5 separate regions of the Mus musculus genome follow, and regions 2, 3, 4 and 5 are each linked to region 1. Evidence: chromatin contacts called from public HiChIP or PLAC-seq and promoter capture Hi-C data. All regions are on one chromosome and are shown on one strand. The core of a region is the stretch at or near the end of the contact, and the rest is flanking DNA. Distances in the headings are between cores, read along the strand shown. Region 1 holds the start of Prkab1 (protein kinase, AMP-activated, beta 1 non-catalytic subunit). Region 2 overlaps Gm30028 (a long non-coding RNA gene). Region 3 has its middle 16 kb from the start of Gm42010. Region 4 holds the start of Srrm4 (serine/arginine repetitive matrix 4). Region 5 holds the start of Sirt4 (sirtuin 4).

What was found. Promoter capture Hi-C pulls out the DNA fragments that hold promoters and counts their contacts. HiChIP or PLAC-seq counts read pairs in DNA pulled down with a chosen protein or histone mark.
Region 2: a promoter capture Hi-C map of hippocampal neurons shows a contact between it and region 1, with 4 times the contacts expected there. The contact joins the enhancer-like site here to the promoter of Prkab1 in region 1. A contact is called at or near these places in 1 of 39 promoter capture datasets (hippocampal neurons), 4 of 115 datasets of contacts at active chromatin or transcription factors (astrocytes, cardiomyocytes, differentiating embryonic stem cells and 1 more) and 1 of 9 other capture datasets (embryonic stem cells).
Region 3: a contact with region 1 is called in a promoter capture Hi-C map of hippocampal neurons, with 6 times the contacts expected there. The contact joins the enhancer-like site here to the promoter of Prkab1 in region 1. A contact is called at or near these places in 1 of 39 promoter capture datasets (hippocampal neurons), 1 of 484 Hi-C or Micro-C datasets (myocytes), 5 of 115 datasets of contacts at active chromatin or transcription factors (astrocytes, embryonic forebrain, embryonic stem cells and 1 more) and 1 of 9 other capture datasets (embryonic stem cells).
Region 4: a promoter capture Hi-C map of embryonic stem cells shows a contact between it and region 1, with 3 times the contacts expected there. The contact joins the promoter of Srrm4 here to the promoter of Prkab1 in region 1. A contact is called at or near these places in 4 of 39 promoter capture datasets (embryonic stem cells, hippocampal neurons and stem cell-derived epiblast-like cells), 1 of 15 datasets of contacts at CTCF or cohesin (embryonic stem cells), 7 of 484 Hi-C or Micro-C datasets (cerebral cortex, cortical neurons, embryonic stem cells and 1 more), 8 of 115 datasets of contacts at active chromatin or transcription factors (astrocytes, embryonic forebrain, embryonic hindbrain and 4 more) and 1 of 9 other capture datasets (embryonic stem cells).
Region 5: a FOXA1 HiChIP or PLAC-seq map of pancreatic cancer cells shows a contact between it and region 1. The contact joins the promoter of Sirt4 here to the promoter of Prkab1 in region 1.

What each region holds. Positions count from the first base shown.
Region 1 is chr5:116,021,873-116,028,107 of GRCm38.p6, forward strand. It overlaps Prkab1 (protein kinase, AMP-activated, beta 1 non-catalytic subunit), which reads right to left and starts at 2,556. Exons shown (of 7, transcript NM_031869.2): 1 at 2,219-2,556. The coding sequence starts at 2,377. Gm13842 (predicted gene 13842) reads right to left here. Exons shown (of 2, transcript NR_165276.1): 2 at 4,539-5,243.
Region 2 is chr5:116,997,633-117,003,867 of GRCm38.p6, forward strand. It overlaps Gm30028 (a long non-coding RNA gene), which reads right to left. Exons shown (of 4, transcript XR_878713.2): 2 at 5,187-5,301; 3 at 1,099-1,511; 4 at 498-821. Among named protein-coding and RNA genes, the nearest start is that of Gm30028, 17 kb to the right of the region's middle. Within about 2 kb of position 3,184, at least 42 of the 459 cell types and tissues checked have an H3K27ac peak or open chromatin away from gene starts, as enhancers often do. A contact at or near this core is called in hippocampal neurons, where this site is marked.
Region 3 is chr5:116,892,864-116,899,098 of GRCm38.p6, forward strand. No RefSeq gene overlaps it. Among named protein-coding and RNA genes, the nearest start is that of Gm42010, 16 kb to the left of the region's middle. Within about 2 kb of position 2,733, at least 37 of the 459 cell types and tissues checked have an H3K27ac peak or open chromatin away from gene starts, as enhancers often do. A contact at or near this core is called in embryonic forebrain and hippocampal neurons, where this site is marked.
Region 4 is chr5:116,589,014-116,595,248 of GRCm38.p6, forward strand. Srrm4 (serine/arginine repetitive matrix 4) reads right to left here and starts at 2,804. Exons shown (of 13, transcript NM_026886.3): 1 at 2,321-2,804. The coding sequence starts at 2,451.
Region 5 is chr5:115,481,869-115,488,103 of GRCm38.p6, forward strand. Sirt4 (sirtuin 4) reads right to left here and starts at 2,616. Exons shown (of 5, transcript NM_133760.1): 1 at 2,464-2,616; 2 at 756-1,250. The coding sequence starts at 1,243. Gm42007 (a long non-coding RNA gene) reads left to right here and starts at 2,582. Exons shown (of 2, transcript XR_878704.2): 1 at 2,582-2,695; 2 at 4,175-4,825.

The sequences.
Region 1 (6,235 bases), core at 1,306-3,805:
CTACTATTACTGCAACCAGACTTCACAAACTCTGGAGGAAGCTGCAAGGCCTACTCGGGAGAAGACAGCCATGAGTCCAGGGTGGGTTCAATATGCTCCACTTCCCTCATTAAGCAAGACTTGAGAGTATGTAAGAATTTACTAGGGATGGTCTCGGAGCTGTTAAAATGGACACAATCAGATGGGAAGGGAAGGGCTGGGGTACAGAGAACTAGATACAAATGGCAAATGGTAATATCCACTGAGGTATATCAGAGGAACTTACTCCAGCTAGAGACAAAGGAACACACCCCACCCTGGGGTGAGACACAGTTAGATAAGCATCATTTCTCTTCTTCAGTCAGAATCGAAGCCAAACACCGGACTTCTAGGGTGGAGAAAGCCCTGAAGGAGCCCTGGAGGCTTCTGTGACTTCCACTCCAGATACTGATCTGCTGTTATCTGAGAGATACCAGCAAGTCCCTGGATCTGAACCGTACAGATTGGATAACTAGCAGGGTTTGCTTGAGAGCTGTGGGGCTCTCACCCTTCCTAACGCTGCGCCCCTTTAATACGGTCCCCTATGTTGTGGTGACCCCCAACCATAAGACGATTTGGTTGCAACTTCGTATCTGTAACTTTGCTACGGTTCCGAATCGTAATAATACAAATATCCGACATGCAGGGTCTGGGGTGCCGACCCCTGTGAAGGGTCTGTTGGCTTCCAAGAGGGTGGCGGCCCACGGGTTGAGAGCCACCGCTTTAGAGGACAAGTAACTGTAGCTCCAGTGCTGAACTGGGGTAACAGGAAGAACCCCTGACTCGATCCATCAGCCACTACAGATGAAAAGAGAAAGGACGTCAGCTAAGTCCTTCCTCCCTGACCCTGAAGAGAACAGCACCACATCGCCCATTTCTTTTTAAAAAGTAAGTTTACTCAGTTCACTGCAAAGAGAGCAGAGGGCACTGCCAATATACACAGGCTACAACACAAATACCTTTTACTTCCTCTTAAATAGCCTTGGGCAAAAATGTCTTCTAGGGGTGGGGACAATCTCAACCGGGAAACACGCTAAAGATCGAGGTACACACCTTTCCCCTAATGCAACAAGCTCAGAAAACAAGCTCCTGCCACAAGACAAGTGTTCTGTGTAGCCCTGGCTGTCCTGGAACTCACTCTGTTGACCAGGTTGGCCTCGAACTCAGACATCTGCCTGCCTCTGCCTCCCAAGTGCTGGGATCAAAGTGCTGTGCCACCACTCCCTGGCAAAAGCAGGCTCTTTTAAAGTCAGACCCAAAATTAAGATCTGGAGAATAGTAATGTGGGTTATGTAGCCCAGTTAGGGGGTGGGGGTGGGGGAGTGAAAGCGGAGTGAGCTGGCCAGGCAATTAGCCTGTTTAAGTAATGGGGATTAGTTGGCAACCCGGCAAGTAACAGAGACCAGGCTGGTGAGCGCCAACGTTCCTGAATGTAGTTTATTCTGAGCAATTAGCTTCTTTCCTCCTAGAATCACCAAATGCCCTTGGACTGGGGCCCTGTAGCCGGAAGCACTGGCCACCTCACTGTGGTTTTAAGAGAATGTGGCTCAGGCAGGAACTTTCAGCTTGGCCTGCAAAAATCTGTTTGCTCTGGTCTGCTTAAAGTCCAAGGCATTATTTCAGTAACGTGGGAGAGAAGTGGGGGTAATTAGCTGCTGGCTGGCGTTCAGAGTGACTCTCGGTCACTGACCTCCTCCAGTGGAATTGCCGGATCTAAAATAAAGTGAGCAGGGTGGACTGAAACTGTCAGAACCAAACACCTCTGGCAGTCAGCTAGTCAACTTCATTTCCAGCTTAACGTATGTGCTCCCGTTTTACCGCCAAAAAGAACACTAGAACTCCCAACCCAACTTTTGCAAAAGCCGGTCGGCCTGAAGTGTCTCCAAGCCGCGCAATCAATTACACCGAAGAGAAAAGTCGACACGGGTGCTCAATTACAGTTTAGCTCGACTCTTAATTAATTAAGGATCTCAAACGCGGTCCCTGAGCTGCTTTCTCCTTAATGATGTTCAACCAAGCCCAGGGTGACTCTCCTCCCATCGGTAATTAGGCACAAGTCCCAGAACGGCAAAGAGGGCTATGACAGAGCCACCTCCCCCGCCCCCCCCCAAGGTGTGACGCTGGGAATGTGGCGGGAACTACAGCAAAGGGGGACCCTCCCCGTGAGTCAAGAGGGCTCCGACGCCCCTCCACTCAGCACCTTGATCTCTTCGGAGTGGAAGATGTCGGCGTCTTCAGGGCTGTCCATGAGGATCTTGGGCCTGTCCCCATCCTTGGCGCCCCCGGAGCTGTCCCTCCGCGGCGTCTTGTGGCCCGCCTGCCGCTCCAGCGCGGCGCGCTCGCTGCTCGTGTTGCCCATGGCTGGGAATCTGCAGGGACACAAGGAAGCCGGAAAGGCCGGGTCGGACCCCCGGGGATCGCGAGTCACGCCCTCTCGGATCGCGCGCTCGCTCGCCCGCCGAGCTCCGCTTTACCTGGCTCGGGCGACCGCGACTGGAACTCCGAACAGAGCCGGAGCGTAACCTGACACTCCTCCCGCAACTCCCCTCCACCCCTTAGCCACTTCCGCTTCCGGCCGGGCCCAGCGAAGGAAGGAAGGAAGGGTGGTCACTGGGGATGGAGCGCTCTCGGAGTTAGGGTGACATCAGTTCCGTTTCCGCCTCTTCCCTGCTGCTCAGCGCGAAGCGGTCGCGGGTGGTTCGGGGCTGCCACCAGATCGAGCTTCGTAGCGGCCAGCGGGAGGCGCGAGCGAGCGAGAATGCCAGAATGCCATGGATGGCGCCGACCACCTCACTCCAAGTTGGTTACTCTCCAGTAACTCGAATTACGAAACGCGAAACCCACGGCGGCTTGGAGCAAGCGCTTGCTCTTGCAGAGTACCCGGGTTCGGGTCCTGGCGCTTCCATGGTGGCTCACAACTGTTTGCAGTTTAAGTTCCAGGGGATCCCGGCGCCCAAGGCGGTGCACACATATACGGGAGGGCAGAGCATTCATACACATAATCGTAAAAACAAAACAAAACAAACAAGAAGAAGAAAAGGGAAAAAAAGAGAAAGCGCCGGGCATTGGTGGCGCACGCCTTTAATCCCAGCACTTGGGAGGCAGAGGCAGAGGATTTCTGAGTTCGAGGCCAGCGTGTTCTACAGAGTGAGTTCCAGGACAGCCAGGGCTATACAGAGAAACCCTGTCTCGAAAAAACCAAAACCAAACAAAAAACAAAACAAAACAAAAGAACCTCACGTTTAAGTCTCTCCCGTAGATGCACTGGCTCTCACAATTGAATGTATTAGGACAACCTAGGGCTCCTTCAAAAGGAAGGCCTCTCCAGAGTGGCCAAATCGTAATTTCTGTCTGTAGACTAAGGATGGAGGATGCTGACCATCTTCCAGGTGTTTGAGAAAACTTAAAGACCTAAGATTTCTGGGAAATTGACGTTCTCAGTTGGGTTCTGTTGTTTGTTTCAAGTTGAGTGCCTATTGATAAGTCTTTTTGCAAGAGCCTTGGGGCTACATTGGCCACATTATGTGTAAAATGTATCAGGGCTTAGTGTTTCAGCAGAGGTACAGACTGCTGTAATAAAACGATCTCAGCTTCACAGTCAGCCTTTAAAGAAACAACAACAACATTGTCTTGTGGGGTTTGTTTGTTTGCTTTGCATTGGATTTTCTAGGTCATGTCTTACATTTACCCATACATATGTTTTGGTTTTTTTGTTATTCTGTTTTTGTGTGTGTTTTTTGAGACATGGTTTCTGTGTGTAACAGCTCTGGCTGTCCTGGAACTTACTTTGTAGACCAAGCTAGCCTTGAATTCATAGAGATCCACCTTCCTCTTCCTCCCACTCAAGTGTTGGGATTAATGGTGTGTACCACCCTGCCCAGTGAACATCTATATTTTAAATTATCTGCAATGTGACACATTTTTGTTAAGGGAACCAGGGACCCCGATGTCTGACATGTGGTCTTCTAGAGGGACTTTAACAGTATCTATCTACAAGGAAACTTAAAAATTTATGGACAATTTCTAGTGGATTTCAATAAAAATTCACACATGAAAATGATATACGAGCATGCTTTCCTGAAGCATTGATTCTAACCACTATACTAATGCTAAGACGCATGTTTTAAAATATTTTATCGCCAGCATTGTGTGAGTGAGCATGAAGAGACGTTCTAACATTCCACATTCTAAAGCCAAGCCTCAGCCTGGCTCTGCAGTCAGCCCGACTGAGTTCAGATTCCAAATTTACCATTTAAGAAGTTCCATCATGGGGTCTATTGGGAAATGGCCCCTAAATAGCTATCTTAGAGGCCTGCTTTGTGACTCACTTTATAACAGTGCGAGAGTAGTGTGGTTACCGCTTGACTCTAGAATGCAACTCAATGGGTGTGGCTTTTTTTTTTTTTTTAATCAGCACCGTCCTTTTTGAAGATGGAAAGTTCTGGAAGGATGCATAGCAAACCCCATAGATTGTGAGAACGAAAAAGGAATAAACAGAAGAGAGAGTTTTGCTTCTTAGCTTGTGTGTTTATATACTTCTCTTTATTTATTTGCCAGTGAGGCTGTGAGCAAAAATAAGAGATGCTCCAAGTGTAAAGGAATCTTTACAGAGGAGGGGTGGACCACAGGAAGGTAAAGGCGCAGTTCGGAAGGAATTCTCTCTGAGCTAGGAGAAGGGCTGAGTGAGGGCCAAGGAGAATTTTCTGGAACCAACGACCAACAAGGTTGAGTTTACTCCATGAAATCTGAACCCGTTGAACGTTCCGGGATGAGCATGGTCCCCACGTTCTCCCGCAGGCAATGAGGAGGGCGCAACCAGAAGGCCTTTATCTGAGCTCTGCACATGCTTTGATGTGCCCGGACAGCCTCCAGACTTCTGCTCTTACTCAGATAACAGTGAAAGCACCATCCGGTGATACCCAGACACCCACGTGCATAGCCGGAAGATCTTGTGTTTTCCAGCCAACAAGACAGCCCAGTTCCCGGGATTGCACAAGTGAGCTCTGCTTGCGGGGATGCCCGCTACAGAAGGCAAGTGAGCACTGAGATCTTGGCTGAACCCTCTTCTCAAGACTGTGCTGTCTGGTTTGTATACCTCATGGGCTGACTCTAGCCTCTTTCCAACAGGAACAATCAACACAGAATCAAAGGTGCTGGCTGGAGAGATGGCTCAGTGGTATAGATGCTTGTATCCTGATGACCCGAGTTCAATCCCCAGACACAAACTGAGAGAAAGAGAGAACAATGTAACAATTGATAAATAATATCTTTTCTCCCTTTTCTCCTAGAATTAGAAGTAGCTCATCACCTGCCAAAAAACAATGCTACCCATAAATAAATTTCAGGGAATCACTCTAAATTCTTTTTTTTTTTTTTTTTTTTTTTTTTTTTTGTCGAGACAGGGTTTTTCTGTTTAGCCCTGGCTGTCCTGGAGCTCACTTTGTAGACCAGACTGGCCTTGAACTCAGAAATCCACCTGCCTCTGCCTCCTGAGTGCTGGGATTAAAGGCGTGTGCCACCACGCCCGGCTAAATTATTTTTTTTAATTTATTTTATTTATGAGTACACCATTGCTGCTTTCAGACACACCAGAAGAGGGCATCAGATCCCATGACAGATGGTTGTGAGCCACCATGTGGTTGCTGGGAATTGAACTCAGGACCTCTAGAAGAGCAGTCAGTGTTCTTAACCACAGAGCCATCTCTCCAGCCCCAAGTCAGTGCTCTTAACTGCTGAACCATCTCTCCAGCACCTCACTCTGTATTTTTAAAGAGACATTTTAATCATCAGAATATTGTGAAGATTGTAGAGAGAACCTCGTATAAGCAATATCTGTCAATAAAAAAAACAAAACAAAACAAAACCTATGGCCAATGAGCTGAGGCAGGAAATAGGAGATGGGACCCTGGCTGAAAGAGAGGATTCTGGGAAATAAGTAGAGGCACTATGGATTCTCCTGGGAACACAGAGAAGGTCAGAAGCATGTGAGCTAAGCAGAGGTAACCAGCCACATAGGGGATCTCAGGTAGAATAAAGCTCTGCCAGCACTGTCTGGTACAAAGCAGAATGAGGCAGTGTGTTGGAGTTTGCAGCTTCAGCAAAGAGCAATGAGTTGATTTCCTATGCCTGAATCAGAGACACACATAGTAACCTTTCCCTTCAGTGGGGCGGAGAGCACTAAGAGCCACCTCACCGTGGAGAGAGCATCCTGTGAGCA
Region 2 (6,235 bases), core at 1,934-4,433, 980 kb after region 1:
GGGTTAGGTTAACTGAGGTGGGGAGACACACCCTAAACCATGGGCAACACCATCCTTGTGAGTCTGGACTGAGTAAAATGGACTAAGCTATCTGGGCACCAGCATTCCTCTCTCTCTTCCTCCCTGTCCCCCTCCCTTTTCCCCTCCCCCTCCCCAATTCCCTCTCCCTCCTCCTCCTCCTCCCCCACATCCATCTCTACCTCCCCCTCTCCTTCTCCCACATCCATCTCTACCTCCCTTTCCTTCTCTGTGTTCCTAATACAGATGCAGTATGGCCAGACTGCCTCCTGCTCCTGCCATCACGCCTTCCCCACTTCAATGGACTGTATCCTTAAGATACGCAAGTAGGGGCTGGAGAGATGGCTCAGCTGTTAAGCACAGTGACTGGTCTTCTGAAGGTTCTGAGTTCAAGTCCCAGCAACCATATGGTGGCTCACAACCATCTGTAATGAGATCTGATGCCCTCTACTGGAGTGTCTGAAGATAGCTAAGGTGTACTCACATAAATAAGTAAACCTTTAAAAAAAAAAAAAGATACACAAGTAGACCTTCATTTTTAAGTTGCCACTGTCATGAATTCTGATACAATGGACAGAAGAGTAGCAGATACACTTACAGCACCCATAGCACAGAGCCTGACAGCCAGCAAAGACTCTCCCTATTTGCCCATTGCTAGTCTGACCTGCCTCCCTCCCCTTCAGATACTTAGCAAATCAAGCAGTCTTGACATTGGAGTGGAGCTGCTGGCTTGGGGTCCTGCACTCCATCCCTCTCTCCTCTCTGCATCTCGGTACCCTCTGCAGACGCTCGGAGGCAGATAGCTTGAGAAAGACAAAGGGGAAACTGAGGCAGGAAGACGACGGCTGATCTTGGTAGAAAAGTCATAGGAGGATGAGAGGTGGGCAGAAAGAATACTATTAAGAGACTGATTTATGGCTCTTCAGGTCTCCAGGATCTGGAGGATCACCCATGGTATAAGCAGGTACCCACATCTCCCAGGGCTCAGTGGGCTTGCATCAACCTCCTTCATCTAGTGGAGTGGAGGGGTGGGGCTAAGCAGCCTCTCTGGATTTTCTGCTGCCTCTGTCCTTCACATACCTGCTCAGTTGCTTCTGCAGAGGTGTGTACCAAGGACAGATATTGTCGATCACAGTCAGGGGAGGCAGGGGCACTGGCCCTGCTCTATTTCTGTTCCTCCTTCCTGATCAGGATCAAGTTCCCTTCGTGTGCCCACTTCTTCAGTGGCTTCCATTCCTCCCAATCCCTCGTCTTGGTCTCATTCCTCCTTCATCTCCTTCCGCTGAAACAACGAGCTTCCATATTCTAGAGAGTTTTTCTGGAACTGCATCCAGAGCACCTTGGATGCCTCCCAACACCTCTGTACACATCCAAGCTTCTTCGTGATTCAGTTGTGGGAGATCTGCGGCTGCGACCTTTGGAACATCATCCTTGAGCTACGAGGGAGGCATCCCGTAGGTTGAGACCCAGGACCTCTGGAGAATGTACATACTCTGGGAATACAGTGAAATGTGGTCCACTGTCAGTGACTGGTTCATGAATAAAAATCTCCAGTTGCCTTGTTTGAAGGTGGGAAGTATAACTTACACTTTTAAGGCCAGGCTACAACTATAATAACCCTTTGTCTGTAATAAAACCCCTAACTACTTCCTTTTCTCTTACCTCCTCTATTCCCTACCTGTTTTTCTTATAAGAACGTGGGGGGGGGGGGAGGGAAGGAGGGAGGGAGGGAGGGAGGGAGGGAGAGAGGGAGGGAGGGAGGGAGGGAGAGAGAGAGAGAGAGAGAGAGAGAGAGAGAGAGAGAGAGAATATGAGCCTCATATTCCCATATAGCACAGATATAGTCCAGGCAGGCTCCAACTTTCTATGTGGCCAAGGTTAACCATGAGCTTCTAATCCTCCTGCCTCCACCTCCTAAGCGCTGGGATGAATAGGCATGTACCATCCCTGCTTGGTTTTCGGCAGTGCTTGGGGTGGAATCTAGGGTTTCTTGAATGCCAAGCCACCCCATAAAGGACTTCCTAATAAATCACTTGGAAGTAAGTCCTCCTACCTAGTACATACCTGAGAGGCATCACACTGCCGCCGGCACCTATTCTGCTTCTTCTATCAAGATCTACAGTCTCCTCCCACTTCTACACCAATGACTGAGTCTGCCCAATCAGCTTGTTTCTCACTACTCAAGACCCCAAGGATTGGTTGAAGGATAAGCATATGTGACCCAAGTTAGTCCAATGGGGCTTGAGCCCGTGGACTTTGCCATAGGTTTTGGGACAGGGAGGTCCTACTATGCTGAGATACTGAGTAGTGACTAAGTCGTCTCACCTGGGAGGAAACATTTTGTGAATAGAAGCTGCAGAGGTAGGGAGTGGGTACAGAAAGTGACGTCATATACCCGATCTGCAAGTCTACCCAGAAATTGATCTACTCTTTGGTTCTCAAATATTTTTGTTTCCTACATCCACACATCTCACAATGGCCCTAGGAAGCTGGATTCGTTGTGGTTCCCAGATGAGGAAGCTGGGGCTCTCAGAGGAGCAATTTGTCGCTTGTTCTGGGTCACACAAGGACCGTACCTGAAACCAAGGCACTGGATGAATGGATGGATGCGTGAGCGAATGCACAGTAGGACTGGAAGGAAAAGCAAACAAGAATTTGCTATTCTCTGCATTTTTGATGGGTGAGAAATGCCCACATCTGATTGGAATTAACCCCTCTGGTTTATCATGTCCTCAGGTAAAACTCCCAAGGACAAAGGCAGGGAACTGAGTCGGTCCGAGACAGGAGTATCGAGATCTTGCTGTGTCTTTATTTCCAGAATACCCTAGTTAGTGACACGATAGAGGGCTCAGAGGCCTTAAATGTCCTGGGTCAAAACCATAGTTCGTCACCTGGGAGCTTCGTGACCTTGGACCAGATATCCGATTTCCCTGAGCCTTTTTTTCTTATGGGGAAAAAAAATGCACTTTCCATGGCTGGCAAGAGAATACACACAGGGCATGTACTCATTTAGACACCAGCTCCTTTTAGAACCTTGCTCCCAGCCTCCCAGTTCTGTTTCTCTCCCCCCTTAAAACAACGAGGACAATACCCTTTCACATTTAACAGCACTGAATAGTTCTAGAAGCCCTTTCACTCAATAGCCACCAGCCGGCTACCTCCCCGGAGCTTAAATGGGACATTGCATAGGAAAACGCTTTGGAAGGAGAGAGGAGAGAGAATCCAGCGGGCTATTATTAGACTCGGGGAGGCGCGAGCCCGAAGCCCACATGCGCCTTCTCTCTAATCAAACTGACATTGCGGTTTACGGTGCGTTGAACACTGCGTTCCAGTCCAGGGAGCTAAAAATGGAAACTTGCAGAAACAGCAGCCGGGTTCAAATGGGAGCAGGAGGGGTGTGTGTTGAGCCGGTGCCTGAGGGTCACGGAGCAGCAAGGATGCCAGCTGGGCCTTCGACACCCAAGCTGGGGTGACAGCGGGCCTCGGGCAGCCTCCACCTGCCACAGGCTCACGTGGGCATCAGGAGCTGCAGCCTTGCAGATTCTGGGAGAGGCCAGGTCAGGGCACCAGACCTGGGGGGGTAGGGGGTAGGGGCTTAGTGCCCCTTTCCAGAAAGCAGAGATATTACCAAGAGATATATTGCATGAGAACTTTGTCAGTTATTACTAATTGAACAGCCATTATCCAAAATACCTGAGTACTAGAATCCCTTCAGGTCTGGTGTTTATTTGTTGGTGATAGATTTTGTTTTGTTTTGTTTTGTTTTGTTTTGTTTTGTTTTGTTTTGTTTTGTTTCTGATTTGGATATTTGCAAAGATGTCTTGTAGGGTAGGAACCAAATATATACAGAAATTTCATCTATGCTTCATAAGTGCCTTATAACATATATATATCATATATACACATATATAACATATATAATGCATACATATAACATATATATAACATATGTTACATATATAACATATATGTAGCATATATATATGTGTGTGTATATGTGTGTGTATGTGTGTGTGTGTATATATATGTGTTTATAAATAACAGCTACGTGATAACTACAGCCCGTCCTTTCCTCTGGTCTTTATTTTGATAGCTCATGAGGTCAGGTGTGGATTTTCCCATCTATGACATCATAGATTTGGGGAAAATGTCTTGTATTTATAGCCTGAGTTAGCCTGAAACTCACTATGGAGCTCAGGCTGGCCTTGAACTCACAGCATTCCTCTTGCCTCTGCCTCCCAAGTACTAGGATTATACCCATGAGCCACTGTGTTCAACTGTCGCACACCAGCAGCTGGCTCAGAGGCAGAACTTCCCTGGCATGTACAAGGCCCTGGGGGTCTATCCCCAGCTCCGGAAGATAAAAATTTGGGTTTTCACCTTGTAGGTGCTTAGCCTGGAAGTGATTAGCAGAGAGACCCTCGTGAAGTTCAATGTGAACTGACAAAAGAGGTCAGCTTCAGCTGCTGATGTCCTGGTTTATCCTGCCTGATTGCAGTCCTCCCGGTGCTGTGCTCCCACCCATGACTCCATCCTCACCAACAACGGACCATGGTTAGCCCTTCCTCACTTAACTCCACCCACCCTGTAAGTTTGCTATCAAAAACCACATCGATACTGGTAGGAAAGGTCACTGCTTCATTGAGCACCTACTATGTGCTGGGTTCTGTCCCCTGCATGTGAGGCTTTAGTAGTGGGCAACCAGGGCCTTGCACACACCAGGAAAGCACTAGATAGATACATAGATGTCTGGTGGAGAAGGACGGCCATCCATTCTCATTTCTTTCCCATGCTTGTTCAATAATATCTGACTGCCTAACGAGTGCCGTGTGCAATCCTGTCCTAAATTCTCCCATGACTCTGCATCTCTGATGACACTTCTGAAGCCTAATCAGCCAATCCAAGTCTGTCCCCAGCGTGTAAGAGGCTGATCTCCAGCCTGGTGATGCTTCTGTGTGTCCTGAGGACCCAAGGGCAGGTAATCGTCATAAGAACTGCACTCGCAAGGGGTCTACTCAGCCTCCCTGACTCAGAGGCAGCGCAGCCCTTGGGAGAGGGGACAGAATTCCACAACAGAGCTCTCGGCTTCTGAGGGACAGAAGCTGAGGGACCAGAGCCTGACAAAGCCCACTGTGAATTTCAGACTGCTCCAAGGAAACACTTCTTACCTTCCCACAGAGCACCAGAAAGCACGCAATGGATGGGAATGAAGAGATTCAGCTTCCTGTCTGGGACAGAGGGCTCTGACTTGTCCTCTGTGACCTGGCTTCTTACTCTCCTTGTCTGTAAAATGGAGAGGGGTTGAGGAGCAGATCACTTGTAGTACACTTGCCAGCAGTCAGGAAAACCTGGATTTGATTCCTAGAACCTCTGTGAAAGCGGTGGGTGTGGCAACCTGAACTTGTACTCCAAGCATGGTGGGGTGGGGGGACCTTGGAGGCCTACTGCCTGGCCAACCTCACTTAATTGATGAGCTTCAGACCAGTAAAAGCCAGTCTTAAGGAAGCTGGGCAGCTCCTGAGGGTGGCATATGAGACTGCCCTTTCTCTTTCACATGTCTGTCTGTCTCTCTCTTTCACATACACACACACACATACACACACACACACACACACACACACCATACACATACACACTTGCATAAATACACATTAACAATTTTAAATTTCAGTTCTACCCATCTTCATTACATTTGTTTGTTTGTTTTGTGTGTGTGTATGTGTGTATAGTGTGTATGTATATGTGAATGTGTGTATGTGTGTATATGCATATATGTATGTGCATGTATATTTGTGTGTATATGTGTGTATGTGTGCATGTGTATATGTATATATGTGTGTATGTGTGTATGTATGAACATGTATGTATATGTGTATATATGTGCATGTATGTATATGTATGTGTGTGTACATATGTGTGTATGTGTATATATGTGTATGTGTGTGTACGTATATGTATGTATGTGTGTGTGTGTGTATATGTGCATGTGCAGTGCCCAAGAGTGCATATCAAAAGACAACTTACAGAAGTCAGGTTCTCCCCTCCAACCATATGGGTCCTGGGGACCAACCTTCAGGTTGTCAGACTTGTGACAAGTGCCCTGACCTGCCAAGCCATCTCCATGGCCCCAACCAAACAGCAGCTTTTGAAGCTCACTCTTATTTTATCCTTACACTGCTGGGTGGGACCCCGGGCCACCCATAGGCTGAGCTAACCT
Region 3 (6,235 bases), core at 1,483-3,982, 870 kb after region 1:
ATCTTTCTTCAATATGGTCTCAGCTGTGTCCACCAACATAGAACTTTCATACACAGAAGCCTGTGTGCAGTGTCCCCGAGCATAAACTGCTGGAGAGAGATGTACTGTTGTGGTTTCACACCTAGCTTTTTATTTACCTGGGTAAGTTCCTTCCCGGAGAACTTAACACGGACCTGCCATCCCACACGGCTGCTGCTGCTTCGCGTTCACACCTCCACCCGCGTTCTCATTTCTTTAGTGTATCTTTCAATTTGAGAGATGAGAAATGGCGTCTCCCGGGTGGTTGGATTTGCAATTTTTACCACAAGCGAGGTTAAATCAATCATCTGTGGAGTGACTGCTCTTGAGTTGAGCAGAGAGAAGGTAATTCGGGAGCGAGGGGGACATGTGATGCTATTTATCAACATGAGGACCACGCAGCAGCAGAGGGCAGAAGCCCCCCCACCCCCGCCCTTTCAGGAGCAGCTTGAGCTACAGCAGAGCGCACACCAAGGTAGAGTTCAGCTGGAAAGACCTCAGTGCCTGTCCTCAAGCTGGAAGAGAGGTGTCAGGAGCAGGCAGGTGGGAACCCTGAGCAGTGAGAATCTCCCCTGTGCATCTCTCCCCTCACATGCTCTGCCTTACCTGCCTTCCCAGCTCCCAAAGCTCCGCCCCCTCTTGCCCCCTGACCTTTGTACTTTCCGTTTCCTCAGTCCTACCCCTACTCCTGCGGAGCCTCTTAACTTTTCAGGTCGCTTCTCTTCCCTCCGGAAGAGCCTCTCAGACACATTCGTGTTACCCTGTGACATCTGCTTTCCGAGGTAATTAATGAACTGTGTGTAATTATCCATATTCCCAGTCTATAGGCTCTGGATAGACCGCTGCCTCTGAGAGAGCCCAGTCTTACCCTTGGGCTCCCCCTGCCTTGGGTGCTGTCTGGGTGGTCGACTCGGTGTGTCTTGCTCGATAACCTGCATCAAGCTGGCGATGCCAGGTCTGCACATTGCATTTCTCTGCTGAGTTTCTTCATTGGTTCTGTCAATAGCTGGAAGAGAGCAACACCCCCGACCTCAAAGGACAGAACGCAAATGGAAAGGGGCAGGCTAGGGAGAAGAGCTTCCTGTGAGGCACCTCCCAACAGTGTCTTACAGCCAGCTTTCTCCACCTCTCCCAAGAAGAGGTTCAAGCCTCCAACTGCCGTTTACACTCCTTATCACCCATCTCCAAGGGCATCTCAGATGGATGTGATGCCTTCTTAGATCTGAGCCCTAATGCCACAGCCCCCTCTCCATAGCTTCTCTCTGCTGTTCTTTCCATATGTCCCCAAGGCAATGGGGGTTGGTTGGTCATTACCGGCATCCTTCTGTCACTAGGCCTCCAACAGCGCATGCTCAGTCATGCTGTTTCCTCTATCCACCCATAACCTACATCTTCCTAGATCCCTTCATCAAATCCTCTCTATTCAAATGCCTACTTTGGTTTCTGCCCTTCCTCGCTGAACCCCCGTTGGCTCAGCGACACTCGATGAAATTCCATTCAAGCCCTAGAATGTCCCATGGTCAAGAGCTTGTGCAAACAGCTGTTCCAGAACTGACAGTTGAGAATCTCCTGTGGGCCTGACATCATGGCGGGTCCTCGGGGTCCAGACAGGAAACAAACAGAATGAGCCAGGAGCATTCAGGTCTTCTCTCAGAGAACAGGAACTCCTTCTCCCTCCCCGATGCCCTTCCTAAAGCAAAAGCAAAGGTTCCTCCTGCCCTCTGCCCTCTGCCCTCTGCCCTCTGCCCTCTGCCCTCTGCCCTCTGCCCTCTGCCCTCTATGGTGATTTTCAGTGCGTTTGTTTGGGTCTCCGGAGCATGCAATCATCTCTTGCACACAACTGAGTTGACTAGAAGATTGCCTTTTGCTCCTCCCCTAGATGGCGCTATAGAGCATTGTGAACTGTGAAAAGCCAACCTCTGACCGGAAGGCTGTAACTACTCACAGCCGCCCTCAAGAGAGAACCTATTGGGCCCTCATTCTTTAAGTCTGGGAGGTGACACAGTATATACAGCATTTGAAGGTTGACTAAAGAGGAGACTCCATCTAGACAGCAACGGGGAAGTCATCATTCATTCTGGGGTGAAACTTTTTAGAGACATAGCCTCTTGGGGGCCATCTATGCCTTCACCCATGATTTTAGAAGCCAGGTGAGCTCATTCATTTGCCAAGCTGGACCCTGGCAATTGTTTTTAGATCTGCTCTCCATGATCTACCCAGAGAGAAAGTGGGAATTTGTTTATGTTTACCCAGAAAAAGGTTCACAGAAGGCAGCACCCACTCTCTAGTCTCTCCATCAGTCAAATGGTGTCTCTACAAATTGGCAGGCCTCCCTTGGGTGGTACCACCCCTCCCCCTGACTACTACAGGATCACCCATGAAGAAGGTACCCCAAGATGGGGGGTGGGGGGGGAAGCGGGTAAAGAACTCCCTAATTAGTTTTGGCATTATCAGCCTCCAGCAGAGAAACCTTTAATAGATGTAAAGGATGGCGTACTTCTGCGTGGGACCTTCAAATTATCCCAGACAGCCAGCAGAATTTGAGCCAATACGGGGTGTGACGAGGCAGGCTGGCAGGGGTGGGTGCAGAGAGAAGGCAGCCAGAAACCTAATTAGCCAGGGCTGCTCACACCAAGCGGCTCTGTTCCCGGCTGCCTCCTGACGCATGACATGTTGAAAAAGAAATCATTAGGGGGGCTCCTTGCACACAGCTCCTTGTTAGAAACGCATCCTCGACAGCCCTAATTGGAAGCGGAGAAGTGAGGAGGAGGCAGAGCACGGGAGGAAAGAAGGAGGAGGGTGGGCAGCAGTGGATTGTGGGTAATGCATACACAAAGCAGGCTATGTCCTCTCTCTTTCCATTGAGGGGTGTGTGTGTGTGTGTGTGTGTGTGTGTGTGTGTGCACATGGAGGCCTGAGGTTGATGTTGGGAATCTCCTTCAACTGTTTCTCCACCTTTGTGAAGCAAGGACTCTCAATCAAACCCAGAGCTCACAGATGTGGCTAGTCTGCCTAGCCAGTTTGTTTGGGAGAACCTTTATCTCCAACCTGAGGTGCCACTTGGTATTTTTGTAGGTACCAAGGATCAATTCCAGTTCTCAAGCTTGAACAGCAAGTGCTTTAACCACTGAGCCACCTTGCCAGCCTCCCAAAATGGGATGTTTTTGAAAGTTTTTTGTTTTGTTTTAATATATGAGTCTCTCTCTCTCTCTCTCTCTCTCTCTCTCTCTCTCTCTTTCGTGTGTGTGTGTGTGTGTGTGTGTGTGTGTGTGTGTGTGTGTGTGTGTGTATAGAGTCAGGTGTGCAGGTGCCCTGGGCTGCCACAAGAGGGTGCTAGATCTCTGGTGACTAGAGTTGTAGGTGGTTGTGAATGGCCATGTGGGTCGTTGGGAACCAAACTCAGGTACTCTGTCAGAACAGATAGTGTTCTTAACCACTGAGTCATCTCTCCAAGCCTCAAATAAGGCATAAGCTAAGGCTGACTCTATAGCTCCCACTTTTGTCCACTCCACCTATGGTAACCTGTAAAGGACCAGTTTCCAAGGCAGCCTGATGTAGGAAAACTGGCTATGAAACACAGGCAACATTTTCATAGTATGATTAAGATTTATAAACTGGTTCAAAAATACCGAAGCCTGAGCATGTTTTCTCCCCGCCCCCTTCCTTTATTCCTGTAGGAAGAAAAAAATCAATTACAATACATTCAAGTCATCTTTCTCAGAGCATTCTGTGCCTGTATATCCCAATATCTCATATTCAGCAGTAGAAGAGACATGGAGAGTTCAGGTTACAATCAACCTGTTCCATTTTCCCAGTCTAGTCATGCAGGGTGTTCTTTCACAGGGAATATTCACACCCCACCCTCTACCAATACAGGGAAAGCTGTTTTGAATTTTGATGCCCAAGTCAGCTGACTTCAAAGATAGAAAGACCTGATTCCTGCTCCCTCCCTGAGCATGTGGGCACTCTGAGACCAGCAACAAGACATTGACAAACCCTGAGCTCTGGTTCCCGCTTTGAGGATACAGACAACAGCCATCAGCATGTCAGCCTCTGGACTCAGGCTGCTACTGGGAAACAGAGACCCTCACGTCTACATTATTAGTGAGCCAGGACTGTCATAGAATCTGGGGGGGGGGTGCTAAAGGAGGTTGCCTAGTTAGTTTTATGTCAACTTGGTATAAACTGGGGTTATCTAGGAAGAAAGATCTTCAATTGAGAATCTACCTTCATTCAGTTGGCCCAAAGGCAAGACTGAGGTACGTTTTCTGGATGGATGATTGATGTGGGAAGGCCCTGCCAACTGCATATGTGTGCTGTCACCTCTGGGCAACTGGTCCTGAGTTGTATAAGAAAGCAGGCTGAGAAAGCCACTGGGGAGCAAGCCAGTAAGCAGCACCCCTCCATGGCCTCTGCATCAGCACCTGCCTCCAGGTTCCTGCATTGACCTCTTGTCCTGACTTCCTTCAATGGTATCCTTTCCTCCTCAAGTTGCTTTTGGCTGTGGTCTTTATCCCAGCCATAGAAAGCAAGCGAAGATAGGATGGTAGGGTCTTTCAGTAAGAGCCTAAAGCCACTACCCTTGATGTTTCACATCGAAGATGGGTACCAGACTTTTTTATTTGCCTCCCAAAGGTTTCCCCACTAGAGAACCCTCAAGAGCTAGGTGAGTGGGTGGTGAGCTCTCTAGATTGTATGCCTGGCCAACAGCTGCTCAGTCATGCTTGCAACAGAATTCCAGTTTAGTCTCTTAAGAGCTGAACATTTGTCCATGTGAATGTTTGGGTGTGCGCACGTACCTGGAAGCCAGCCTCAGACAGCAGTTCTCAGATATCCACCTTGGGGTTTTTGTGGGCGGGGGCACCTTGCTTTCAGGTATAGCATTTCCCATTGGTGTGGAGCTCACTCAGGAGGCTAGGCTGGCTTTCCAGCAAGCTCTGGGGATCTGCTCATTTCTGTGTCCCTATTGCTGAGATTATCAGGGTGAGCCACCACTCCCAGTTCTTTTGCTTGGGTATCTGCAGATCAAACTCAGCCCCATCTCCTTGGGTTTTACCAAATGAGCTGCCTCCACACTTCAACAACTCAATATTTGAAGGCAAATTGTACCCAACTCATCTCCAAGGGAAGAAAACCAACCATAAATAACACCTTTGCCCTTGTCAGCGACTGAAGTAAGATCGCCTGACATGGCTCTAACCATGATGGAAAATCTGATGGAAGCTCCTGGAAACGGATATCTTCATCTTCCAGAGTTGACACTGTCAAGACTGGTGTCTTGGTGCCTGGGGCTTCTTCAGCTGTCTCAGAAACAGAATGAAAAAGAGTAAGACCCAAAAGCCAGCCCCTGAGATGCTGGAAGACCCTGTAGTTTATTATAGAGCTGCCTTATCTAAAGACATCTTGATATAGAGGAAAATTATGCCCTGATCCACACTGGCTTTGTGAGAATTGTTCCTGTTTTTATCTGTGCCAGCACACTGTCCCATGTTGGATCTGGGATGAACAAAATCTTCTTGGTTTGGATGACAAATGGTGTAGTCTCCTTGCCTGGCAATAAACGGCCTTATTTTTAAAGCCATTTTGAGTTAAACTCACTCTCTGCATCCAAAATAGTCTAATTAAGCCAAGTTTAGAGAGGCGGGGAGGATATATCGGTATACATCTACACAAGTGTACAGGAGGGGCTGAAGTTCAGAGTGAAGGCTTTGTGGAATTTCCTATTCGTTACACCTTCTCCTCTTAGCTCTTTCAAAAACACTGTGACTATGAAAACCCGAAGCACACAAGGGAGGTGAGAGAGAAATGAAGCACATGAGAAAGAAATGAATACTGTGATGGTTTGTATATGCTCAGCCCAGGCAGTGGCACTATTAGAGGGTGTGGCCTTGTTGGAGTGGGTGTGGCCTTGTTAAAGTGGGTGTGGCTTGTTGGAGTAGATGAAGTCTTGTTGAAGTAGGTGTGGTCTTATTGGAGTGGGTGTGGTCTTGTTGGAGTGGGTGTGGTCTTGTTGGAGTAGGTGTGTCAATATGGGCATGGGCTTTAAGACCCTCAACTTAGCTGCCTGTAAGTCAGTCTTCACCTAGCAGCCATCAGATGAAGATCTCTCAGCTCCTTCTGCACCATGCCTGCTTGGATGCCACCATGTTCCTGCCTTAATGAAAATGGACTGAACTACTGAACCTGTAAGCCACCTCCAATTAAATGTCTTCCTTAT
Region 4 (6,235 bases), core at 1,554-4,053, 570 kb after region 1:
GTGCCAGTGCTCTGACCGAGCTGGGCTTGACTCAAACAGCTTAACATTTCTCACGAGAACCAGTCTTGCCTCCAAAGGAGTCACGGGGTTCTGATGAAGCCACTACCTATGGAGTATCCTTTCCCTTTCTCCTCCTAAGAGCTTGACTTTGGAAGCATGACATTTCCATTCTTCTCCAGGATTACAGAATGCCGGAAGGGAACCGGGAACTGACCGTCACTGCATGGATCGGATCTTACAGTCAGTCTGTTGAAACACAACTAAGCCCAGTCCTTTCTGGGAGCTTGGATGTAAATGTTCCCTGAAATCTCCACCCTGGATTAGATAAAACATCTACAAGCCAGAACGTGCTCTACAGAGAGGAATTGCCAGACACAGGGGTATTCTTGTATAATACCAATAGAGAGCTTTATGGAATTCTGACGTAAACTTCAAAGGTGTTCTTCGGTGCGATAGAAACCCCAGGACGTTAAAATATATCAAGAGTGAGGAAATACCGAGGGCCCATTGAACTCTTTAAAAGTCACACACAGCTTAAATGAAAATGAACAAAAGCTGGAAGCTAGGATGTCTCTCAGTTGAGTCATATGATTGAAGCTATTGGCAAGAAAATGGTATGCTGGTAACATCAGACAGACAGACAGACAGGCAGACAGACAGGCAGAACCATGAAGGTTCCAAGCATGGTAATATTAGGGACAGTCGTCTAAATGAAAACAACAGCAAGAACCTGATTTCCTGCCCATGTGCCCATAAAATAGAAGATCATGGACCAAACACTTCTGCCACCAGACAAATTTCCCCCGGTCCCACCTGCAAGGCCATTTTCTCTGGCCACTGTAGCACTGCCGTGCCAACAGTAGATGCAGGGAGGTGAAGCCGGTGGCAGAAGACCAGGGACGTAAAAGCGCTGACGTCAAACTCTCCACCAAAAACCTCTGAGCAAGCAGACAGTGCCAGCTCTAATGACATCTGGTGTCACATGTACCCCTAGACCCCCCTACCTCTCCAGCCGGAATCAGTGGGTTTCTCCCCCCCACCCCCCACCTCCACTCACATGTCTACTCTGCTTATAGGATCTCCATTCTGCTGGTCCTTCTTGCTTCCTGTCTACCCATTCCCCCCACACTGGATGCTCCATTTGTTTAAAAGACCTGCTTGAGCATCAGTCAGAACAAAGAAAAGTTCCTGGATGTGGGCTTACTCTTCTCGGATCTATTTCTCCAGTCAGCCTTCGTCGACCCCACACTTGCTGGGAAGTTCAGAGTTAGTTGGAGCTGGATGAGGCATCTGTCAGAGGCTCTTTTCCCAGACATGTTTTCCATCTAGTCCCTAATGCAGCCTGCCAGGATTAATCAATCCTGCGAGCGCCCCCCCCCCCAGATCGTCCCTTTAACTCTCAGAACCGCTCAGCCAGCAGCAGCAAAAGATGAGTTTTTATACAGCCTTGATTTTCTCTGACAGAGGGCACAGCCCTCTCAAAGACTTCTGAATCTAACGATCTAGGAAAATATTGGGTATTTCTCTGCTGTGGAAGGCTCTGTGCCCCCTCAACCCCCTCTTGTCTTCTTTTTCTCCTGCCTTTGTATTTCTTCCCATCCTCTCCCCTCCTGTCTTTTTTTTTAACTACTGCTCCAGCACCCCAACTCATTCCAAAGTTCAAAGCCACCAGATCCTTAAAAAATAAAATAAAGTAAAACTTTCAGTATTATCTTCATGCTGACTTTGAGCTTTAGAGTTTTGGTTTTGGGTGCTGAAAAAGAAAGAATTCAACACGAGCAGCAGCTTAGGCTAAGACACGGAGGAGGGTGCTGCTTGGAGCGAGCGTATCTGAGGGAATAGCATATGGGCTTTTGTTGAAATGTTCAGAGACCCGCTAGTTTCTGGGCCAAGGGTTAGAATGCTTGTATTGAACACTGGCTGAGCTGAGTTCATGTCTTGTACAGCATCCCCTGACACCTCAAATCCACCACTGCTTTGCTCCCCTGACCTATGCACTTGGCGATAGCTCGAAAAGTTTTCAGTCAAGTACGTACCCCGAGCCACACCGCCCACCCTAAGAAAGCAAGGGGGTTTGCATAGGAGGTGCGGAGTCTGTAGGAGTGTTGTTCCCCGTCAAAAAATTCCTGTCCCTTTTCAACAGCCTCTCCCTTACACAAGCGATAATTTCTCATGTTCCGGCGTGAGATACCGGGTACGACGGGCTTAGTCCAGACACCCTGTTCCAGTTGCCTGCGTCCACCCGTCAAGATTCTGGGGCACAGGCAAGAAAAGGGGGGGGGACCTCCCAGTGTCCCTAACTCATGAACGAGGTCATTACCTTGGCATCGGCTTGCGGGCTGTGATACTGGCGACGATGATGCTCTCGGGACGCGGAGTGGCCACTGCTTTGAAGGTCCCTTTCCAGAACTTCTCAAACAGCTGTTTCTCGCCCTGCTGCAGGCTAGCCATCCTGAAAGCCCAAGGAGCCCGGGAGCCTGGGGCGCTGTCCGAAGTGCTGAAACGTGGATTACAAACCCGATGACACGCCCTGGGCTCCGGGGCGCTGTCCGCGTGAAACCCCCAAGGGGTGGGGTGGGGAGAGATCGGAGTTCAGGGCGGGGGATGGGATAGAACGGGACGTCTCGGGTTAGGCAGGCAGCGGAGAAAGAAGGTGGTTCCCCGGCTGGGTTCACCTCTTGGCTTGGCTCTGAGCTGCGCTGGGAGCAGGCTGAGCTCCGTGTCTTCGGCGAAGCAAAGCTAGCCGGCTTTCTCTACCGCGCAGAGAACAGAGAGGAGGCGACCGGGGCGTCTGCCGTGCGTGCGCGTGTGAGCTCCGGCGCGCCCGGGTTTTGTCTCTTGCACAATGTGACGTTGGAAGGGGAGGCTGGTCGCGCGAGCTGTACTTTCCTCCCTCCCCTTCTCCGTCTCCTCCTTCCCCAGCAACCCCTCCTTCTCTGGCTCAGCCTCCCGCCGCCATCTGCATAACAAAAGCCCGCAGGTCTGAGGAGGAGAAAGGGAGGGGCGAGCGCTTGTCTCTAAGGCCCCGTGGCCACAGAGTTGCGACTCTGACCCCTCTGAGAAGCGACCCCAACACCTCAAACAGAATCAAAAAGGAGATTCTTTCTCTTAGCCCTCACCCTTCCTCCATCGTCGCAGGCCTTCCCCTCAACCCTTACATGCGCACTCCCGGGCCTGGGCCACCTCCCTATCCTTTTGCAAGACTTGGGGAGCATCTTCCATTGAGGGAGCTACTAAAAAATGCCCCACCTATCCACCCACGCCAACCTGCCTTCACCCACCCCACTTCTGGGATGGACTGCCGAGGTCTGCAAAGTGTGTGTGTGTGGGTGCCCCTATGATTTTCTTTACGCCTGGGGGGCTCTTCCACCCCCCCACCCCGAAAATGCCATTTGACGGACAATCCGTCACCAGCGCGGTTTCTCGCCATCTGTCGAGCCGGCCCCCACCCGCAGAGGGGCGCAGCGTCACATCTGTGCTTGCGGCGCTATAAAGGATATCTCTTTTGTGCCTCGCAGCCGGCCTGCTTCGCGTCCCCGCTGCCAAAGCCCTCCAAAAGAACACCCCTCCCCCACCCCCCTGAGAACCCGCAGCCTGGGTGTGAAACAACAGTCCGATTTGGCAAAGAAAGACTGAGGGGGGAAGGGGGGGGAGGGCTTCCGAGGATTACAAGTAACTTTTTGGTCTTTCCATCTTCTTCCTCCCCCCTACTCTCCCAGTCCCAGCAGAGACTCAGAATCTCAAACTCCAGATGCGCAGGCAGTAGACAACAATGTCTCCCCGTTTTGCCGTAAGGGTCTTCTTAGGGAAGATATCTTAGTGAGATTTCCCCAGCCCATTTCTCCTCTGGAGCCTTTTAATACTTGGGAGTTTCACCTACCGCCAGGGTTTAAAAGTGAAACTCCTACAAGGAGCTTCTGCTAAGTCTTACAAACCTCCAAGCACTGACACCGGGTTCCACCCTGAAGGCAGAAAAAATTCTCTAATTTTTGTTGACCTAGTAGCAGTGGGGAGCGAAGACACCCCCACCCCCACCCCCAACATCAGTGCGAACTTTGTAAGTAAGTCCTTTGTAAGAGAATAGGAGGTACACGGAGGGGGGAGCAGAGTAGGGGAGAGGAGGACAGGATGGGGCAAGAGAAGCCGGGACACAGGAACAAGGAGTGAGCGTTGGCCTGGAAGAGGCTACAGGAGGAGTTTGTGTGTGATGGCTGTGTGTGATGGCTGTGTACCGGTTTAGGAGCGCCAAGCGCTCACTCCGCAGTGACCCCTTCTGGTCAGTAACTAGAAGTGCATTTTGTTGGCTTTTAAAGGGAGTAGCAGAGATTAGGAGGTGGGATGGGGTTGGGGCTGGGAGACTTGAGGACAGAGGAAAGTAAACCAGGGAGTGAACTTTCCATGTCCTGATCCCCTGCATTCAAATTCCTCATTCTTAGATTGCGTCTAGGACCTAGCAACCCTTGGATGGCTGTCACTTTAAAAGCCATCGAGCTGTCTTCCCTCTTAGCCTTGACTATTTAAAGAGAGAGAAAAAAAAAACAGTAATCAGGTCTGGGAGAGCACTCTGGGAATAAGAGGCATACAAGACTGGAGCTAGGCAAAGTCTACAAGATGCCAATGAGCCCATGCTTCGAAGCAGACAGTGCTGTGGTTTCCAAGTTGTGTGCCTCCTCGAACAAGCTCAGGGCTTAGCACCCAGACTTTCAGCGAGTGACCTCAGTTGTTGTATTAGTAATTGTCTTGTTACTGTGAGCAAATCCCTGATAAGAAGCAAACTAGGGGACGAAGGCTTTATCTGGCTCAGGGTTTGATTGAGTCCATCATGGCGTGTGGGTTGGGGACGGGGAAAGCATAGGAACCTGATGGTCCTGTTACACCGTGGTAAGAAGCCGAGGGAGATGAAAGTTGCCGCTCATCTTTTTTGGATCCTTTTTACAAAATCTGGAACAACAGGTCCATCTCTACTCAAAGCGTGTCGGGCTATTTGTCTGACTCGCCGCTGGGATGCCCAAATGCCGCTTGAAAGCCACTCTGGGGAGGCAGAACACTGTCAGTAATAGGGCTCCCAGCCTGTGATTTCCCAGATGAGGATGTGAAACAGCGGGGTTTGGGACAGATGCTGTGGGGTTTGGGACGGATGCTGTGGGGTTTGGGACGGATGCTGTGGTTCCCTATCTGCTGTGTTCTCAGAGTTGCATCAGACCTCGGGGAGTTGGGAACAGGGGTCCATGGGTACCAGGACAGGGGTGGAATCCGGTTTGGTTTTGAGTGAATGCCAAGAGTCCGGATGGGTTGGAAGAGAGAAGGCCTTCTCTGGGAGATTTAGGTGCGAGTCTTTGTGACCAAGACCTCCCCCTCCTCAGCCCTGGGCAATCTCGATGAAGGACCTTGCTTGTCCAAACTGCTTTATTTGACGGCGGATGTGAACGTATACATCTTACTCGGGGTGAAGGAGGGATTAAATACTTTTTGCAGGAAGAAATGTCCAGGAAGGGAAGCTCACTGGCTAAACACACCTGACCTATTTAAATACCTCATTAGCATGGAGAACTCCGGGTTTTTATGCTACATGACCGATTCTCAAGGTCCTCTCAGTGGGGCATCATGGTTACATGTTCCAGATCAGGTAGTTTGGCAGGGAGCTGGCCTCACATCTTCTCAATTCTGAGGTTTCCTGGGGTTTGCAGCTTGCTCAACCTTACCAGTTCTTCTGTCTGGTGTCACAGTCCCACAAAAGTGGGTCTTCCCTTGTCAGTTAACTTTCTGGAAACATCTTTATAGAAAGAGAGATACATTTCCACAGTGCTTCAAGTCCAGTCGAGTACACAAGGAAGAACTCTCCCTTCTTGCCAAAGCTTCCATTTCAATATCTTACATTACATTTCTTGGGTGATAACCCAGTATCACCAGAGCAGCCTTGCATGGTATTTCACAAAGACCGAATATTCTGGGTTTAAATAGACTGGCTTCGGGGATTAACAGAGTCAACTGGACGGGCAGGCTACAAAGCAGTCTATGGAAACTAGTTTAGTAAAGAAAATCAATTATTATCAGAGGCTAAAAGCACAGCCTCTAGAATCAGATGGAGCTGGGCGTGGTGCACAGATCTGCTACTTTTTAGGCAGATGACCTTAGGCAAGGAACTAACTCCTGCCTCAATTTTTCTACCCTCCCCATCCTAAATGGAGACATTAAAACATATTTCACATGATTCTTGTGAGGGTTACATGATTTA
Region 5 (6,235 bases), core at 1,366-3,865, 540 kb before region 1:
CTGTCTCAAAAAAAAGGGGGGGGGCAGGTGTGGTGGTGGCACACACCTTAATACCAGTGCTCAGGAAGCAGAGGAAGGAGTAACTCTCTGAGTTCAAAACTAGCCTGTTCTACAGAGTGAGTTCCAGGATATCCGGGCTACACAGAGACACTCTGTCACAAAAACAAACAAACAAACAAACAAGAAGAGGAGGAGGAAGAGAAGAAGACAATAACAACTTTCTTTTGGTGAGAAGAAGAAAAGAAGAAGAGGAGGAGGAGGAAGAGGAGGAGGGGGAGGAGGAGGAGGAAGGAGAGGAGGAGGAGGAGGAAGAGGAGGAGGAGGAGGCAAAAGCTTTCTTTTGGTGAAATAATTCTTTCTTTTTTTCAACCCAAACTCAGGGTTAACAACACTACCCATCAACCTCACAGTGGCTCTTTCTGAAATAAGTCTGAAGTCCTGGGCTAGAGCCACCGCAGGACGCAACCCCACTCACGTTATTTTTCCTGGTGCTGGGAGACTGAGCTCAGAGCTTTGCCCAGGTGACCACTGCACCCGAGCCAGGCAGAAAGCATCCTCTCCTGGCTTGCTCCCTCCCCTGCTCCCGTCCCTACTTCCTCTCCTCAGTTCACTGGGCCTAACTCCAAAGAGAACAACTTGCTCCGGGAGCCTTTGCTTGCTCTCCATCTTAAGATAACCCTGGTCCAGACAGCCAGGGGCCGTTCACCTGGGGGACCACACGTCTTCTTAGGGCCAAACCCCGCAGACTTCTGCACCTGTGCATGCATCCGTGGAGCTCCGTCAGCCGCTGACTCCCTGCTTTGGAGTGCAAAGCGTCCACGTTCTGAGTCACCAACCAGTGCAGCTTCCCCAGTCTCTCCCAGTTGCTCAGAGCCCAGTGTGCTGGGTTGGGTTGGTGAGAGGAGAATTGAGGCCAGCCCACAAAGTTTCGGGCCCAGTACCGCTGGCGGACCGGAGCACTGCGGACGAAATCAATGTGCTGGATGGGTCTCCGGTCAGTGCGGGCGTAAAGTCCCACCTTTTCTGACCTGTAGTCTGGGATGCCGGACTCGGTGGAGATCCCCGCGCCTGTCATCACGAGGAGTTTCTTGGAAAGGCTAATGAAGCGCTGTAACTCTTTGATCTTTTCAGGGTCCAAAGGAGGGCTGGGCGGCACAAATAACCCCGAGGGTCCACAAGAACGCGGCCGGCTGAGGTGGGTGATCCAACGGCCCTTTGTCGGCCTGAAAGTCAATCCGCTCATTCTTATTCTGGAGAGAAAGAAATCCATGAGAGCAGCTGGGTTTTACAAGTCAAGTTAACCCACCAATTGATAGACACCGGAACTCTATTCGACTATGAAAATTTTGCCACGGTGGCCCCGGCCTGGGATTGTAGCACTGGGGAAACAGAAGGGAGGACGGTTCGTCCGGAAGCCCTTCAATTCTCAGCACCTACAATGGTGACTTACAACTATCTTTAACTCCAGTTTCAGGCCCTCGTCTGCGCTCTGCAAGCGCCGAGGAATAAAAGGGATGCGCAAATACACGCGCAGGTAAAATACCCAAACACATAAAATAAAATTTAATTTTAAAAAATTAAATATTTTTTAAAACAAACTTTAAAAAAATTTTTTTTTACTTATTTTATGTATATGAATGGTCAACCTGCGCGTACACCTACTTCCCAGAAGAGGGAAGAACTCATCAGAGATGGTTGTGAGACACCTTGTGGTCGTTGAGAGTTGACCTCAGGACCTTTGGAAGAGCAGGGGGTGCTCTTAACCACTGAGCCATCTCTCCAGCCCTAAAAAACAGACTTTTAATAGCCCATTATTTTTCACCTGCTACTAATATAAACATGTTTTAGTAATATTTATATTTTTGTTAATATTATCTCTCATGGGACTATTTGTTCTATAACTCTACTTGGTTTAAATCAGATATTATTATTATTATTATTATCATTACTTGAGACAGAATTCCCTGTAGCCCAGGCCAAGGAATACAACTAAACCGAATTATATCATTTCTCCAAAAGATTTTTTAATTTTAGTATGTCAGTTTTGTTTTGTCTTTTTCTACACGGTTCTCGGTACCAAATCCAGGGCCTCTGGGATGGACGCTAAGTAATCACTCTGTCTGCTTACCCTGCATTGTAAATTCTGCTACTTGGACACATAAAAATCAAGGCATACAAACTTGCCTGTCTGGTTTTCTAGTTGTAAAGACAAGCCTTTGACACAGTCTTTGACATAATGCGGAGCTATCGAGTGATAGGCACACATATTTAGGCTTGGCTTCCTATCCAAGAAGAGCTCAGGACCCTGCTTTCTCCATGAGATTTCCCAGCTACGTGTGAACGGCTAAACAGTCGGGTTTTGCCGGGATAAATCCTCCTTGTCCCCTCGAGAACAAAAGAGACAGATGGAATCCCTAGTAAGAATGCTCAGCGGGAAACCTTCAGCCGGATCAGAACACTTACCTTCCACAATTCTCACCCAACAGTGGGACTCGCTTGTTACGTGTGCATCTTGGGAAATGTAGTCCGCGAAGCCGATCTAGTTGGAAGAAAACTACAAGTCCCAGAATCCTACGTGTCTCCCACGCCAAGATTCTTGGGCGCTCCTCTACGGATTGCCCGCTGTCTTTCCTGCTCAGCTCAGTTAAGGTTCCGGATATGCTGCTGACGCCTGGGGCAATGATTGCCTTTTGAGGTTCTTGTAGTGTTTGTTTGTTTGTGGCTTGTGTTGTTTGCTGAGAGAGGGTCTGACATATCCTTGTCTGACTCCAAATCCGTGATCCTCCTGGCTCCACCTCCCAAGTGCTCGGATTAGAGGCTTGTGCCACCAAAGAAGTGGTTAATATTTCCCATGTCCTGCGTGCGAAAGAGGATCCAAGCAGTCCTAATTTAGGAATTCGCTCTCTTAAAGAAACTCTTTCACTAGTAGCACAGGACAATAATCTGCCACTCAATAGGCTTAGGCGGAAGAATCACGAGTTCAAGGCCAGTCTGGGTGACTTAGTGAGACCTCGGACTCAAAATAATACTGTAAGAGCACTGGGGCTATAGCTCGGTGTCAGCGCGTTAGCCCAGCCCTGGGTAGCCCTGAATTCACACTAGCGGGCATTTCTCCATCCAAGACGCTTTTTAAAATAGACTGGTTTTTTTTTTTTTTTAATAATGTGTGTGTTTTACCTTCATGCATACAGGAGGAGCTCCTGACGGCCATAAAAGGGCGTCAGATCCCCTGGAACTTGAGTGACAACCTGTTGTGAACTGCCCTGTGGGTGCTCGGGATGGAATCTGAGTCCCCCTGCAAGAGTAGCAATGCTCTTGTTTGTTTGTTTTGGTGTTTTCGAGACAGGGTTTCTCTGTATAGCCCTGGCTTTCCTGGAACTCACTCTGTAGACCAGGCTGGTCTCAGAGATCCACCTGCCTCTGCCTCCCAAGTGCTGGGATTAAAGGCGTGCTCCACCACCACCTGGTGAGAAGCAATGCTCTTAACCAGTGAGCCACCTCTTCAGCTCTCCCAACCCCTCCCCAAAAGACCCTTTCTTTGTTTTTTGTTTTTGTTTTTCTGAGACAGGGTGTTAATGTATAGTCTGACACTTTTTTTTTTTTTTTTTTTTTTTGGTTTTCCGAGACAGGGTTTCTCTGTTTAGCCCTGGCTGTCCTGGAACTCACTCTGTAGTCCAGACTGGCCTCGAACTCAGAAATCCGCCTGCCTCTGCCTCCTGAGTGCTGGGATTAAAGGAGTGCGCCACCACGCCCAGAATTTTTTTTGACACTTTTAATAATAAATAATTGCCCCCTTTGTTTTGTGTTTGTTTTAAGATGGGTTCTCACTATGTAGCCTTGGCTGGCCTGGAACTCCTTATGTAGACCACGCTTGGCCTTGAATTCATGGAGATTCACCGGCCTCCGCCTCCCTAGAACTTTGATGAACTGAACGATGTGTGCCAACACGGTTCGCAGATTTGATTGGTTTTCCTCCTAAGTGCCCACGTCCACTTCCACTGCAAAGTAATTAAATTTCCTGCTATAAGTTAAAGATTGATAGGGGTCTGCCAGGTGGCTAGGCAGGTGAAGCTCTGCCACTTGACAACCCAACTTTGACCCCCTGGATCGAGGGAGGAGAGCGCCAACTCCACTTTTGGCCCACATGCACACACAGTGTTCTTATTCTAAACAGCAAAATAGATCGTGGATGCTGGGGAGATGGCCCTGAGGCTCAGAATTACAGCTGAAGCATGAAGACCTATGTCTGGATTCCAGTACCCACATAAACTCTCCTCCCAGCACAAAGGCGAGCAGAGAGCAATCGGACGGCTGGCACCTGCTTGCTCCCAGCCTGGTGGAAGAACTGGAACTCCGAGTTTATCGACACGCTGTCAGATTCTGCCTCAGAAGGAATAAAGTAGGGAGTGATGAGGGGGATCCCCAAGATTCCCCTCTGGCCTCCGCTGACTCCCCAACACATACGCAGTACACACACACACCCCAACATACAACCAATTTGGATTACGAAGAAATGTGTCCACGGACTTGAAAATGGACGCTTTGGCAGCAACTATGAGCAGAGCCACGTATAATGCATAGAGACTGATACACTCCCTCTCCTGACTTCAGGAGCTCTTTTATGTTTTGTTCTGGTTTGTTTGTTTGTTTTCGGGAAGTGTCTCATTTCTCCCAGACTGGCCTCAAACTCACTAAGTAGCCGAGGATGACCTTCCTTCTGGGTGCCGGAATCACAGGTGTGCTCAGCTCTTCAACGCCATTTCTTAGGGTTTTTTTGTTTTGTTTTGTTTTGTTTTGTTTTATTAAATAAGCAATACAATGACCAGGTCTCGCTTCCAGATTTTTGTTTTGCTTTGGTTATTATTATTATTAATTTGGGTTTTGTTGTCATGGTTGTTTGTTTTGACAGTGTTACCCCACAGCCCAGGCTGTCTTAGAACTCTCTGGACCCAGGCTGGCTGCCAGCTTGTAGCTGTTCAGGCTGCTGTGCCTGGGTTCAGGTTCTAACGACATTGATTTGCAGAGAAGCCAGGGAACCTGTTTACTCATATCTTGGCCGCTCCTGAAGTGAAGCCAGCAAAACCTGCCACTCTATACCGGTGTGTCCTTTTTAGAATGTGAAGTGGCCTCAGTGGTTAGCATGTTACCTGCCGCAGCATCCTTTCCCCTATTCAATAGCTGATTGGCTGGCTCTATTTACCCAGTGGGGAGCTATGGAAGGAAGTTCTGGTTTCCCCTGCTGTCTTCTGTCTTCACTCTCCCAAGGTAGCGTGTCTCCCCCCTCACCACCCCCCCCACCCCCCCACCCCCCCCCGTGAGGTAAACTATGATCTCCAGAACAGAGAGAGGGCTTTGGGACCTGGGAGCATACATGTCCTGAGTCCCAGACAAGGATCTATCGGTGATGTTCATTTCATTTAGAAAACTGAAAAAAAAAAATTTGGCCTTGGACTTTAATATTCTCATAATGAGGGGCTGGAGAGATGGCTCGGCGGTTAAGAGCACTGGCTGTCTTTCCAGAGGTCCTGAGTTCAATTCCCAGTACCCACATGGTGGCTCACAACCATCTAGCATGCAGGTTGCACACGCAGAGAGAGAACTCATATACATAAAATAAGTAAATAAATCTTTTAAATTTTTTTCTCATAATGAATCCGAAGGGGAGGTGAGTGCCACTATCAGTATTTTTGTAGATTTTTTTACCACACACTTATTTACTGATGGTGGGTGGGCATGCGCTCGCTGTGTGTGGCATCTGCACAGAAGTCAGAGGCCTCCTATCGAGAGGTGCTTTTCTTCGTCATCTATGTGAGACCCAGGGATTGTACTCAGGGCTGGCAGCAGGCTCCTTTACCCATCTACCCATCTCACTGGGTTTCAATGTCCTGTTTGATATCTTTTCTGAGAGACTTGAAATTGGACTCAGGGTTTGAGTTGGTTTTTTTGGGGGGGGGGTTTTGTTTTTTTTTTGGTTTTTTTGGTTTTTGGTTTTTTTGTTGTTGTTTGTTTGTTTGTTTGTTTTTGGTTTTTCGAGACAGGGTTTCTCTGTATTGCCCTGGCTGTCCTGGAACTCGCTCTGTAGACCAGGCTGGCCTCGAACTCAGAAATCCGCCTGCCTCTGCCTCCCGAGTGCTGAGTGCTGGCTGGGATTAAAGGCATACGCCACCACTGCCCTGCTGCTCTTGAACTTTAATGAGAAGCAAAGGCCAAAATAAAAATGGAAACTACTCCTCAG